Regions from separate parts of the Xenopus laevis genome. Here region 2 is linked to region 1. The links are chromatin contacts, called in public Hi-C maps. All regions are on one chromosome and are shown on one strand. The core of a region is the stretch at or near the end of the contact, and the rest is flanking DNA. Distances in the headings are between cores, read along the strand shown.

Region 1 (6,018 bases), core at 763-3,262:
ACAAAAGCCGTTTACAAGATGTGATCTGTTCTGAAAGGGGTTATTGATTAATTATTAATTAAATTCTGATTTACTAGGGTCTCCAAACATTTGCACATGCCACAGTTACTATTTTCTTAGTGCTTATGTTTGTGACATGAAATGTAACCGTACGGTAACAGTTGCAAATATGTTTTTTTGGATTCTTGTAGTAGTTGTTTACTTCTCACATACAAAGTTAACTAAATATTTCATTTGGCAAGGTGTCCAAACTTTTGCTTTCAACTATACATGTGGTATTAGAATATATATATTTGGAATATGCAGACAAATAAACATGATATCTTTCCCTTGGGATATTTGTTTTCTTTGTCTTAAATTAGCTTGCCAGAAAAAGGACAATTTTTATTAAAAATATGTGTTTCTTAGTGGGCTGAAGTGAAAAAGAAGCTGGAATGATTTAGAAATGATCATATTTGCCTTGGATGTCAGTTCCTTGGCCTTTCTGTAATAAATTTGACCCTCTAATAAAAGTGACTCTCTATATGAGAGCTAGAGCAGTGAGGAATTATTACATGGTTTAATTTGTGTAGTTTTGTGTAGGTATGGGTCTAAAGGATGAGGACATTTGCTGCACGGTACGCATCTACTCCTCATAACAGTCAACACCTTCCCTTTGTTCTTTTTTATTTTAATGAGCATTTATTTATATATACCTAATATCCTTCTAATAAATCATAAAGGAATGAGATTCTTCACAAGACAATGTTACTGATGGATATTGCAGGGAGTATTTTCCAAGCAGCCTTAGCTGCCAGTTAGCATTATTTTCTATGTGTGCTCCATGGCTCTGTTGGGTTAAATCATATGTTTATTTATTTTTTAACTTTTAGCCCTTAAAAATAGCAGAATTTTTCAAGAAACCAGGGTGCCTGATACATGCATATGCATTTACTAGCTGTAACAATACCTGCTGGTCTAGTGGGGAGGAGGGGACTTCTGTGTTCTTCTTCCTAGTCGCACATGCTCTCTTCATTATGATGTGCCTCATCTTCCTTTTATTTGGTGTGCTTTGTCTGACGTCATTGCACGTGGTGCAAAATTCAAATATTTTAAGGCGCTTTGTCCATTCTATTCTAAATAGTTCCTGGGTGTGATTTACTGTTCCTTGACCCTTGTCTGTCCTTGAAAACTCCTGTCTGCTGCCTGAACTGACCATTGCCTGTTTACAGTTTGCCTCAAGAGGAAACTTCTAGCGATTTTGGGAGGAACTATTCTATTCTAGATAGTTCCTGGGTGTGATATACTGTTCCTTGACCCTTGTCTGTCCTTGAAAACTCCTGTCTGCTGCCTGAACTGACCATTGCCTCTTTACAGTTTGCCTCAAGAAGAAACTTCTAGCGATTTTGAGAGACTGAAGCGACACATGGGTTTTACCACCAGCGATTCACATTATTGCCTATGGGAAAGTTTTTACAGAATATTAGTCTCTTGCAGAAGCAGAGATGTATTGGTGGCAATTAATTTCTTGGTGTGCCATTGCCATAAAAAGTCCTTAATTGCCAAAACTATTTTTCAAACTGCCCATAAAGTCACCCACAAGCTAAAAAACAAAAGCAAACATCTGATGAGCTATGAGCTGGTGAAGCATGTCTCCAGTGTTAATAAATACGTCCCTAAAAGAGCCAAGTATTAGCTTGGAGGAATGAAGACCTGATGTATCATAGATTATAAAAAGGGTTCAGGGGGATAACATATTTTAGATGAAGCAGAATAAGAGAACAGGAGGTCATCCTGCCTAAGCCCTCAAGTGAGAAGGTGATTTTATTTCATTTACATTTCAACAGAATCAGTAAAAGCTAGTTCTTCTCTGAAACTCTGCTTGTGTGCACTATGTTTGTAAAATCTGAAATCTCTGCCTACTTTTTTCCCCCCTGATAGTCAACATAATAATGACTTTAAACCTGCCCTCTGTCACCTCTCTTTCACACACAAAGAATGAGCAAGAGTCAACATTTGCACAATATCCTAATGAGGTGGAAATACCCCACCTGTTTGGGTGCGTAGTGTAAGTGCTCTGTGTTTACTAGGAACTAGTGCTCTGGTCCCACCAATGAACAACAGCAGAAAATAGCAGGTGCTTTCCTGTTTTCACTCTCCAGCTGTTTACACTAAGCAAAACGGCAGTAGACTAGGAAACCTTTCCAAAGCATATATAAGCATATGCTGTCAGAGATGCTTGTGGAATAGATGACAACATCTTAGCTCTGCCATGGCCTTTTCTGAATACACAAAAATAGATTTTTATATTTTTATATAATCTTTTTCCATGGGTTATCTACAAGGGGCAATATATATTTTTTTTCTCTAAGAGCAAAAACAAGAAAAGAACTCAATAGAGCTGGTAGGCCACTGCACTCTCACAGTTAAATAAAGATGTAAAGATAATTATAATAAGGTAATGAATATGGGATGCATTCTATTACATTTCTATCCTTTGTATAAAACCACCTGATCTTGAATAGCCATGCCGCCGTGGTCACTTATTATTCCATACTGTATAAGAGATCAAGTAAGAGAATCCAGTAGTATAAAAAAAAAACCTTTGTGTTGACTCATTCAACCAGACTGTAGCTTAATTTGCTCCATGATTTATACTGTATAGCTCCTGTCATTGTTACTTTTACATTTACCCTTTATTCCGCTTATTTGCATAAATGTCACACACAGGTTATTTAATATATAGAATCATTTTTATTCCATTTTGTTTGTTACCTCAAAATGTCTATAAAATGGAAGTGTACAAAGATATACTTTTGCAGGTGAGAAAGAGTTGTCAGTCTTTTACAGAGGAAATGTGGTTATCCTTTTCAAAAGCATAAGAAAGGCATAGTAACTATGAATGCTTGGGACGCGTGGGCATTGGTTAGTTTCCAATTTGGAATGAGTGGTTCCTATTGGCTAGCACTAGTGAATCATAAGGTCTCAAAGATATTCCTGCAGGAAATTTCATTTTCATAAAACAACTTAATCTTGAATGCTCAATAATGTGCATGAGAAGTGGCATATACAAAAGTTATGAAGGCTAGTTATAATCAAGCCTGTCCTGTTACATATTTAATGGAATTAAGTGAATGTATCTTGTGTATAGGTACAATTTATTATAAAGTCAGGGGTATGTCTGCAGCCTGCTACTGGTAAACTACAGCTGGAGGCAACCCTGTCAAAAAGATTGTATGTTGTATATTTGGGCGTATATAATATTTGCTGCAAACCACATTTGGTGGGCAGAATTATTCATCTAAATTATGTTCCTGCTATTTAGAATTTACAGTATAATATTTGGTGCCTGAGGCACAGGTAGATAACGTGTCTCAGTCAAGGTCCTTACAAGAATAACTTCCCTGCTCTGGAGGGCATGGCTGTTGATATAAGATGTCAGAAAATCACACTTTTGTTTCAGGTTGCTATTTGTAGATTAGAATATCAAAAACATCATGGGCCAGTGTGGGAGATAACTGATTTTGGTTGCAGTGGCTTTTTGAATTCATGGTTCTGTTGAGCAAAAATCAGCAAACATATTTTAACTGTTAAAGATAAATGTTAACATACTGCTATTCCTGATCATTTATTTAAAAGGATAGGGATTCAGGAAAAACACAGGCTGGACATAAATGCTGGAAGTTCAGAAGGACATTGCACTGCATGAACCTTGCACACATATCAGTAATATTTTATTTAGACTGCTATATGTCATTAATATAATATATCTTCAACCAGGCTAAGCCACACATTGATGGCTGTTTGGTATTCACTTGAATATGTTACCTATAGACTATGTGACAGGTTCAGTAAGCTAAATCAGTGCAGTTTTTACTTTCCGTCAAACAAATACCATTTAATAATCGACAAATGTCCCTTTTATATCCAAGGCCGATTTTAACACATAGTATAAGATAAAGGGTTTAGGGTTATCAGACACTCCTCCATTGCCCACAACTTATTTCTCCTGAGTAGGCCATAAAACCTTTGCAACTATATACATAAAAATAAATATATTGCCTCCTCTTGCCAGGTTCTTGTCGATCTGTGGCCCATGTGATAAAGTAGGCATCAGAAAGGCATGGTAGAAAGTCTTTGGTTCCTTGAAGAGTGGATCATGTCTGCAGTGCTCACTGCTGGATGGGGAGACAGTAGTTGTGATGGCGGGAGAGGACATAGCCTCGGGGACAAACACATTCATAGGATCCATCTGTGTTACGGCATTGACCATTTAGGCACAAGATGGATAGATCCTCTGCTTCATCACACTCATTGATGTCTATAACAATATCAGTAAAGGAAAGATTATTATTCCCTAGTCACTTATTAATTTATTTCTTATTGCTGCTAGAACATGGTTTATATTCCTACTAATTATATTTTTACAGTAAAACACACATATTTAGATTGTAGCTATTTTATATTTAGGATACAAGATCATTTTTTTCTGTTCCTATCATTACTTTTCTTATTACACGCTAATGCTCAAACTTTAGATCTAACATTTTAACCTGAAGGTAATATTTCTTATCTTAATTTAAAACTATGATACATGAGGTTTGTGAAAGTTCTAATTCATCCATGTCATGGTATATCTATAGAAATAAGTCAAATCAACTGGACTTGCTGTGTTTTTTTCTCTTGAAGACGTTTCACCAGCCATCCAAATTCTCAGAGGATATAAAGCGAAGCAAGATCTTATTTACACGTTATTCTGAATTGAGAAAGCAAGTTGGATGACTGGTGAAACGTCTTCGAGAGAAAAAAAAAACAAAGCAAGTCCAGTTGATTTGACTTATTTCTATAGATATGATACATGACCCATCTCATGCAGTACTCGGCGGCCGTCCAGCAGCCTAGTATATTGTGGCACAACATGTCAACTCTTTTTCTATTGCATTTTGCAGTATTATTTTACTGTCCAGCTGTAACACCTTTTTGAAAACATTTTGTTTAAAGTTATTTCCAAATTCAAACAAGCATTCTGTCTTTTTCTGGGTGATGTTACCTCATCAGAGCAAACATCGCTCCCTGTACCAGTGTGAGTTACTGAGCATTTACAAGAAGCTGAAGTATAATCAGCCCTACTTAGACATGGGTTACACTGTCCCTTTAACAATTGAATGTGAGGATCAACTGCTCTGCACTCTTTGACCTCATCTTTCAGCTTGCCCTTGAACCTTCGCAGACCCTGTTTTATTCATCCTTCCCTCTACATGTGCAGGAATTGTGCCTTTATGCAGCATACTTGCATAGGAATAAAAGCATTATTTGAGGTAAAAAAAAAGCCAATGCAGCATATGTGATGTAAGTGAAGCATGTAGTACACCCATTCATACCCATTTTCCCATTGAAATGTTGTGCTATGATGGATTAGTAACATTTACTAGATCCGAAGGAGAAAATAATGGACCTAGTGCAAATCTAGGGTCTAGGCACCCTAGCTTTTAATTGACTAGACTCTTGATATCACTGATTATAACTTAACTATCTTAGATATAGGGAATAATTTACTCCCTTCCAAAGAGTTATATGACTATATATCTCTCTCTTGTGAACTGGTAACAGGAGAAGCGTTTGAAGGAATGTATATTTCCCTAGGTTCATCTGTATACTTGTTGTGACTATGCTGAATCTGTGCAAATTATTATCACACTATGACTAACTTTTGCATCCCTCTGTCTTTCTTACCTGTGCATGCCATCAGAGTGATGTCCAGTCGGTACCCATCATAGCAGTCACAAGTGTAACCTTCTGGAACTCTGATGCATCGGCCATTCTCACAGCCATTTAGTATACCACATTCTTCAGCCTGCAGACCCTCAAATTGCTCATACCGATCTGTATGGGCACAACATAACATATTTTCAGTATTGTGATACACAAGTAGCTCTCCGCATACAAACTGTTTAGCATATTACAAGCACCTGTGAATTCATAGAAACCAATCAGCAATAAGGTTTGATGTAGCCTCTTCCCTAGCTTTTCCAATGTTAA
Region 2 (6,201 bases), core at 3,662-6,161, 78 kb after region 1:
AATGCAGGGTGCAGACTTCCTAACCTGCATGTAATAAATAAGCCTAAAATCCTCTAAATGTTTGCCACATTGGGGGTCACCATTTTGATTCTCGCCATAGTTACTACAAATATAAACCGATGCTGTTTAGAGACATATTGCTTACCAGCCTTGTGGATCTGCTTATGATTCATATATTCTTTCCTTGGGGTATGTATAGTCTTGTTGGCATAGTGCTTCTCTTTCTCACCATTATTGCCTATTAAGCGTTTCTGTGTTTCCAGGTGTGTGGTGAGTAAACTGGTGATCTTCCCATGTGAGGCCAAGCCTTTCCGCTTTAGAATGGACTGAAGCTCCTGTAGACTGGAAGATGAAACTGCATTCATATAGTATTGAACTGGAGAACAAAACACTGTCTGCAATTATAGTAACTAGTTCCTCGATAATGTAAAGACAAATATATACTTATAGAACTTCCCATGTATTTTAGCTTGTAGGCGCTCTGCCAAGCAAGTCTGTGGAAAATACTGTGCATTTAAAAGATATCAGCCACAGGCCATTGTGTTAATATCCAAGAAAGACATGAAGTTAAAGGGGTGGTTAACCTTTAAGTAACTTTTAGTATATTATAGAATGGCTAATTATAAGCAAATTTTCAATTGGCCTTAAGTTTTTTTTTTTAATAAATTATTTTTGAATTATTTTTATGCCTTCTGACTCTTTACAGCTTTTAAATGGCGGTCACTGACCCCATCTAACAAGTAAATGAGCCATAAGGCTACAAATCCATTGTTATCGCTACTTTTTATTACTCGTGTTTCTATTCATGCCATCTCCTATTCATATTCCAGTCTCTTTTTCAAATCAGTGCATGGTTGCTATGGTAATTTGGACCCTAGCACCCAGATTGATAAAATTGCAAACGGGAGACTTGCTGAATAGAAAGCTAAATAACGCAATATTTCAATTCAAAATCGGGAGTCCATATAGTTATTCAGCCAGGCCCAAGGGACTCGCCCCAGTTCAAAAAGGCATTCAACTACAGAAAAGTTTATATCAAAAACGATATAAGTCCCAAGGCCTCTTCAAGTTTTTTTTTTTTTTTCACTTGAAGAGGCCTTGGGACTTATATAGTTTTTGATATAAACTTTTCTGTAAATAACGCAATAACCACTAATAAAAAAATGAAAACCGACTGCAAATTGTCTCCGAAAATCTCTCACCATCAAATGATCCAGAACTTAATATCAATGTTTGGAAAAGCATAAAATCAGTGCATGCGACAAATATGAACTGTAGGGCTGAATCAGTTTTATTTTTATATATCTTTTATATTATTACTACAACATGATTGTTCTAAAAAGTCTGATCCTGTTCACAGTCCTCAAACTTGGGGAAAGACAATTTCACACACTAAGGGGCAGATTTATCAAAGGTCGAGGTGAATTTTCGAATGAAAAAAATTCGAATTTCGAGCTATTTTTTTTGTATACTTTGACTAGGGAATAGTCCAAATTCGATTCGAATTTGAAAAAAATTAAAAAATTAGAATATCAAAATTTATCATGTACTGTCTCTTTAAAAATTCGATTTCGCCCATTCAGCCATATTGCTGTTTTAGCCTATGGGGACATCCTAGAACCTGTTTTGAGTCAGTTGGTAGACTTTAAAAAATCAAAGTTTTATTTTGGGAAAAACTTCGATCAAATGCGCTATTCCTTTGATTAGTACGATTCAAATTCGGCCTACTCGATCGAAAACTGACCTATTTGACCAAAACAAACACTTCGACTTAATTTCGGTTGGTCTTTTTGAATTCGAATTTCGAATTTTTTTCAATTCGAAATTCGACCCTTGATAAATATGCCCCTAAGGGTTCATACACTCATAAACATGGTGGGTTCTTTTTCTCTGGCTAGAGACGCAGGCTTGAGTGCACCTAAACAGTGGTGGCCCATCGGCTGGCAACCTGACTGGCCACCTTGCCCCCCCTGCCCCTCCCTTTGTGCATGCTCATGGTGCAAATTAGTGAGCTTGATCTACATTTATAATAAAATAGAATAGTAAGATACATTTATATTCACAAAAATGCACTTAGCTGTGTTTAAAACAAAAACATACCAATGCAATATAAACATTTAAATGTGCTTGGCATGTATTTTTTTGTTTTTAAACACCCGTAATACTGACAGTGTGCATCATTCAGGAGCCAGTTAGGAATCCCTGGGGCCCACACATATGCATACAATCTGCTTCTTCTGTTGTTATGGCCATGTTGTCTTCCTGAAATATCAGGATTTGTTATTCAAGAGCATTATAAAGTAAGCCCAAGAACAAATACATAGGTGCAAATATGTGCCCTCACATCACATTATAGTATGCTGGGGCCAAGTCCCATAATGTATTGTAAGTAGAGGCTCACGTGGGGATAAGACTGCTATGTACTAGTCCCAGAGAGGAGCCCTTGTAACTTGAATATCTATTTGTCCCCCACCGGAAATATCCTTTCTTTTGGGTGTCACAGTGCCCAAAAATACCTTCCGCTCTGGATCCATTGATGAATAATTGTGCAAAAATGCAGAAGAATCTGGCACTTTATCACACACAGGAAATGCTCTATGCTCTAATGTATCATTGCATTTAAACCTTCCAGTATCTCAACTGTCCTCTGCCCCCCCCCCCCCGGCCCAAATAATTATCTTTCTTTCTGGGAAGAATTGGCAATACAGTTAAACATCCCCAATAATGGCAAGAGCCAAAGTCACTTAATGGATAGTTGAAGAATACAGAAAAGTATCACTGGGAACAACAGTAAGGGTTCAGTAGCTTCACTGGTTTATTATAAAAGAGAATGAATAACTTTGCAGTTATACAATGAGGCCCTCTGCTGCTCATTTCTGCAACTTACACAGACTGCGAATCTGGGAGACAGCTGAGAATATTTTTTTGTTGCTATTAATGGTTTCATTTATTTTGGTCATTATAGCAATTATTTGCATACTTCCCTATTTCTATTAAATGTTAATACTTCATTTGGTGCAGATGTAACTGGCTTAGATCTGTTTTGTGAAAATGTTAGTAAATTGATTTTTTAAGTGCTACTCTAAATTCAGTATACATCACCAAATTTTCAAACTTTATTTTGATGGCAGTGCCCCTTATTTGTTGTTTTTCTAGGGGTAATGCTGCAAGGTTGTCAAAAACTGCTTTTCAACATGCCTGGACCTCTTGGGACAATCATATACTTCCTTTGTGAAATTTGGCCAGCCAGTGTAATTCATTTGGGAAGCATCAAAGCCTTGCTGTAGAGTAGGGATATGGTCCATGCTCTACATATAGATTAATAGAACACAATTTATACCTTTTAAATAGACATATTATGCACCTGATGACAAGGGTGTAATTATAGAGGAAGCAAACCCTGCAGATTGAGGAGGGCAAATATGTAGAGAACCCAGATGGGCACCAATTAATGAGCATTTTCAATAAGTAGTGATAAAATAGGTCAATGTAACAAAATTTCGAGGGAATTCAAAATTAATTTCTTGTGGAGCCCTGTAATATCTAGTTACGCCATTGCTTGTAGATGCAACGCACAAAAGGAGCAGCTCAAGACAGATGGTAATTGCAGGGATAACTTGTGTTTATATACCCCTGAGCTTGCATGGAGCACCATATGTATCAAAGCAGATAGTATTGGCATATTGGTGCTCCATCTGTGTCAGTTGTCCTGGCTCTAGTACCTCTTAATAGCTAGGCAAGTTTTCTAGTTGCCATTACTAGATTAGTTTCAAGTAGCTAAGCACTAAAATAGGCTTTTAAATTGTGTCACTTGGCTTATATTTGTTGTCTTTCATGTAATAGGAACTACAGCTATCAGCATCTTTAGACTAAAAAATGATCACTAACTTACTGAATGATGTATCTAAAGGTACACCACTAGATTTATGAATTTTCATACATTTCAAGCAGATATGGCAAAAGCAAAACTGTTAATAAAATGAAAGTGCTCTGCTGTAAACTTTAGGATAATGATCTGCCCTAAAGGTTCATTGACAGAGCTTTGTTTAATATAGGATCTGATAGCTTTGGTAGCTATGTAGGTTATCTACACTGGGGTACAGACCTTATGCCAAGAGATTTCTGAGTCTCCTTGAGGTGAGCTGTTTTGGTTTTCTGGCAAATAGCAGGGCTGGATATTTAGGAATGGACAGTAAACTACACTGTTTTAGTGCAGAGAGAGAAACTGGACTATTTGCTCCCTCTGATTGCCCTGCTCCATGTGATCGGAGGTGACCGTTGGGTTGCATCAGACCCTAAAGCACCATTGATAAAAAAAGATTATTTTTACATGGTACCCTCTGCTATGGAATTTTTGAATTCCACAAAATCTGTGCTTTGCTGATGCTTTGGTGGTTATGCAGCAGCTCCAAGAAACCCAGGGTATTATGGGTACTTACGATAGAGGCTGCCATCTGAGCGAGGTTTTGCTCTTATCTGAATGAATTTGCACCTTTGGGTCACTGTATTTTAGTTCAGCAGTTGAGACGTCTGTGTTGACCGTACTTCCTGCTGTGCTTATAGCAGGAGTTAGAGTTGGAACCATAGTGAATTGAATAACTACATCAGCCTTCGGGATTCCAGTTTCAGATTTACCAGGGAAAGACTGATGTTGACATCGCGTGCCCCTGAAGCCATTCTTACATACACAAGTCTGCAGTTTACGGCATCCATTTTTGCATTTTTGCATGCACATAACTGCAAAAAGAAAAGCAATGCAAAAAATTACTTGAAAATCAGTTTTATCCATGTACTATGGATTGTCATACAGTCCAAAATGGTTTACAATTACCAATCATACCTCTGGTACACTTCCCTGATTTAGGTGCTGTCCTCGGGGCAGAGCAGCATTTTGATCCACACAGGTTGTCTCTGTAAAACACAACCAAAAATAATATTTTACCAAAGAGGCAAATAAAGAGCATTACAAATAAATCTAATATATTAAGGAATAGTCTAGAACTTCTCTCTCTTCATGTGTAATAAGGCAGGCTCAAAGCCACCCTGAGAGGGCTTTTTTCATCTTCTATCATACTAAACAATTATTCAGCAGTGCTAAAGAAAGGCCTTGTGTTTTTATATAATCATGGGACTCCTTGGTGACATAATATCCTTATACAGGTTTGGGACCTGTTATCCAGAATGCTCAGGGCCTGGAGTTTTCCTGATAACTGATGTTTCCATAATTTGGATCTCAAAAACTGAAAGTCTACTTAAAAATCATTTAAAATTTAATGAAACCTAATAGGATTATTCTGCCTCCATTAAAGAATAATTATATATTAGGTAGGATCAAGTACAAGCTACCATTTTATTATTTTTAAATCACATCAAAAATGTGAGTAAAATGGAGCCTATGGCCTGTCTGTAATTCAGAACTTTCTGGATAACAGGTTTCTGGATAATGGATACCAGACCTGTACTTTGCTATTGGAGGTACATTATTTATTTTTTACTGTTGCTTACCATAGCAGCCAGGCACTTTGGCATCAGTTTGTTTTAGGATGATTTATAGGGAAATCTGAGTATTTGTATTTTTGCCTGTAGGAAGGTTTGGAGGCAGAGGCTTACGGTAACTATAGAGGAAGTAGACCTTGCAGCTGCAGGGGGACCCAGGAGGTATAGGGGGCCCCATGAGGCCCTAATTAATGAGTACATGTAATATATATTGGTAAAACAGGACAACCTCTGGATATTTTGGGGGCCCTAAATTTATTTTGCTGTGGGGCCTAGAAACATCTAGTTTTGCCACTGTCTGGACTAATATATTTTGTTGTGCAGATGATGAGAGTGCATATATCTATTTTATATGTATTATATACTAAGTAAGACATTTTAAAGTAGGATAAGCAGGATCAAGAATGTTTAATATTTCTACACATCAAAGCATAGACAGACAGCACAGTCTTTTACTGGCATTTATTATCACTGTCTCCTTTCTCAAAGTGACAGACTCATCATTCCAACGTCCAGCAAGAAAGGATAAAGGCTTTTTATTTGGAAAAGAAAAAGTCATTCTCTTATCACCCATCTGTGTAATGCATTCATCCACCTACGCTTCTCTCAGTGGTGCAGTAAAAGTGTCTTTGAAAAAAATGCTGAGCAGACTTCCACTCCTCCTAGGCTTTTTTTCTGTGACTTGACCTCTTCTTGTGGCTGGGC

Evidence for each region. Hi-C and Micro-C count contacts between places; a contact is called where the count stands out from the background.
Region 2: a Hi-C map of the XL177 cell line shows a contact between it and region 1, with 5 times the contacts expected there. The contact joins the promoter of ltbp4.L here to the enhancer-like site in region 1. A contact is called at or near these places in 3 of 4 Hi-C or Micro-C datasets (the XL177 cell line, the XTC cell line and animal cap).

Annotation. Positions count from the first base shown.
Region 1 is chr8L:69,390,664-69,396,681 of Xenopus_laevis_v10.1, forward strand. It overlaps ltbp4.L (latent-transforming growth factor beta-binding protein 4), which reads right to left. Exons shown (of 33, transcript XM_041572931.1): 32 at 5,713-5,862; 33 at 2,726-4,300. The coding sequence ends at 4,152. Among protein-coding and RNA genes, the nearest start is that of akt2.L, 13 kb to the left of the region's middle. Within about 2 kb of position 2,013, at least 1 of the 7 cell types and tissues checked has an H3K27ac peak or open chromatin away from gene starts, as enhancers often do.
Region 2 is chr8L:69,466,128-69,472,328 of Xenopus_laevis_v10.1, forward strand. ltbp4.L (latent-transforming growth factor beta-binding protein 4) reads right to left here and starts at 4,912. Exons shown (of 33, transcript XM_041572931.1): 1 at 4,841-4,912; 2 at 4,440-4,737; 3 at 146-342. The coding sequence starts at 4,735.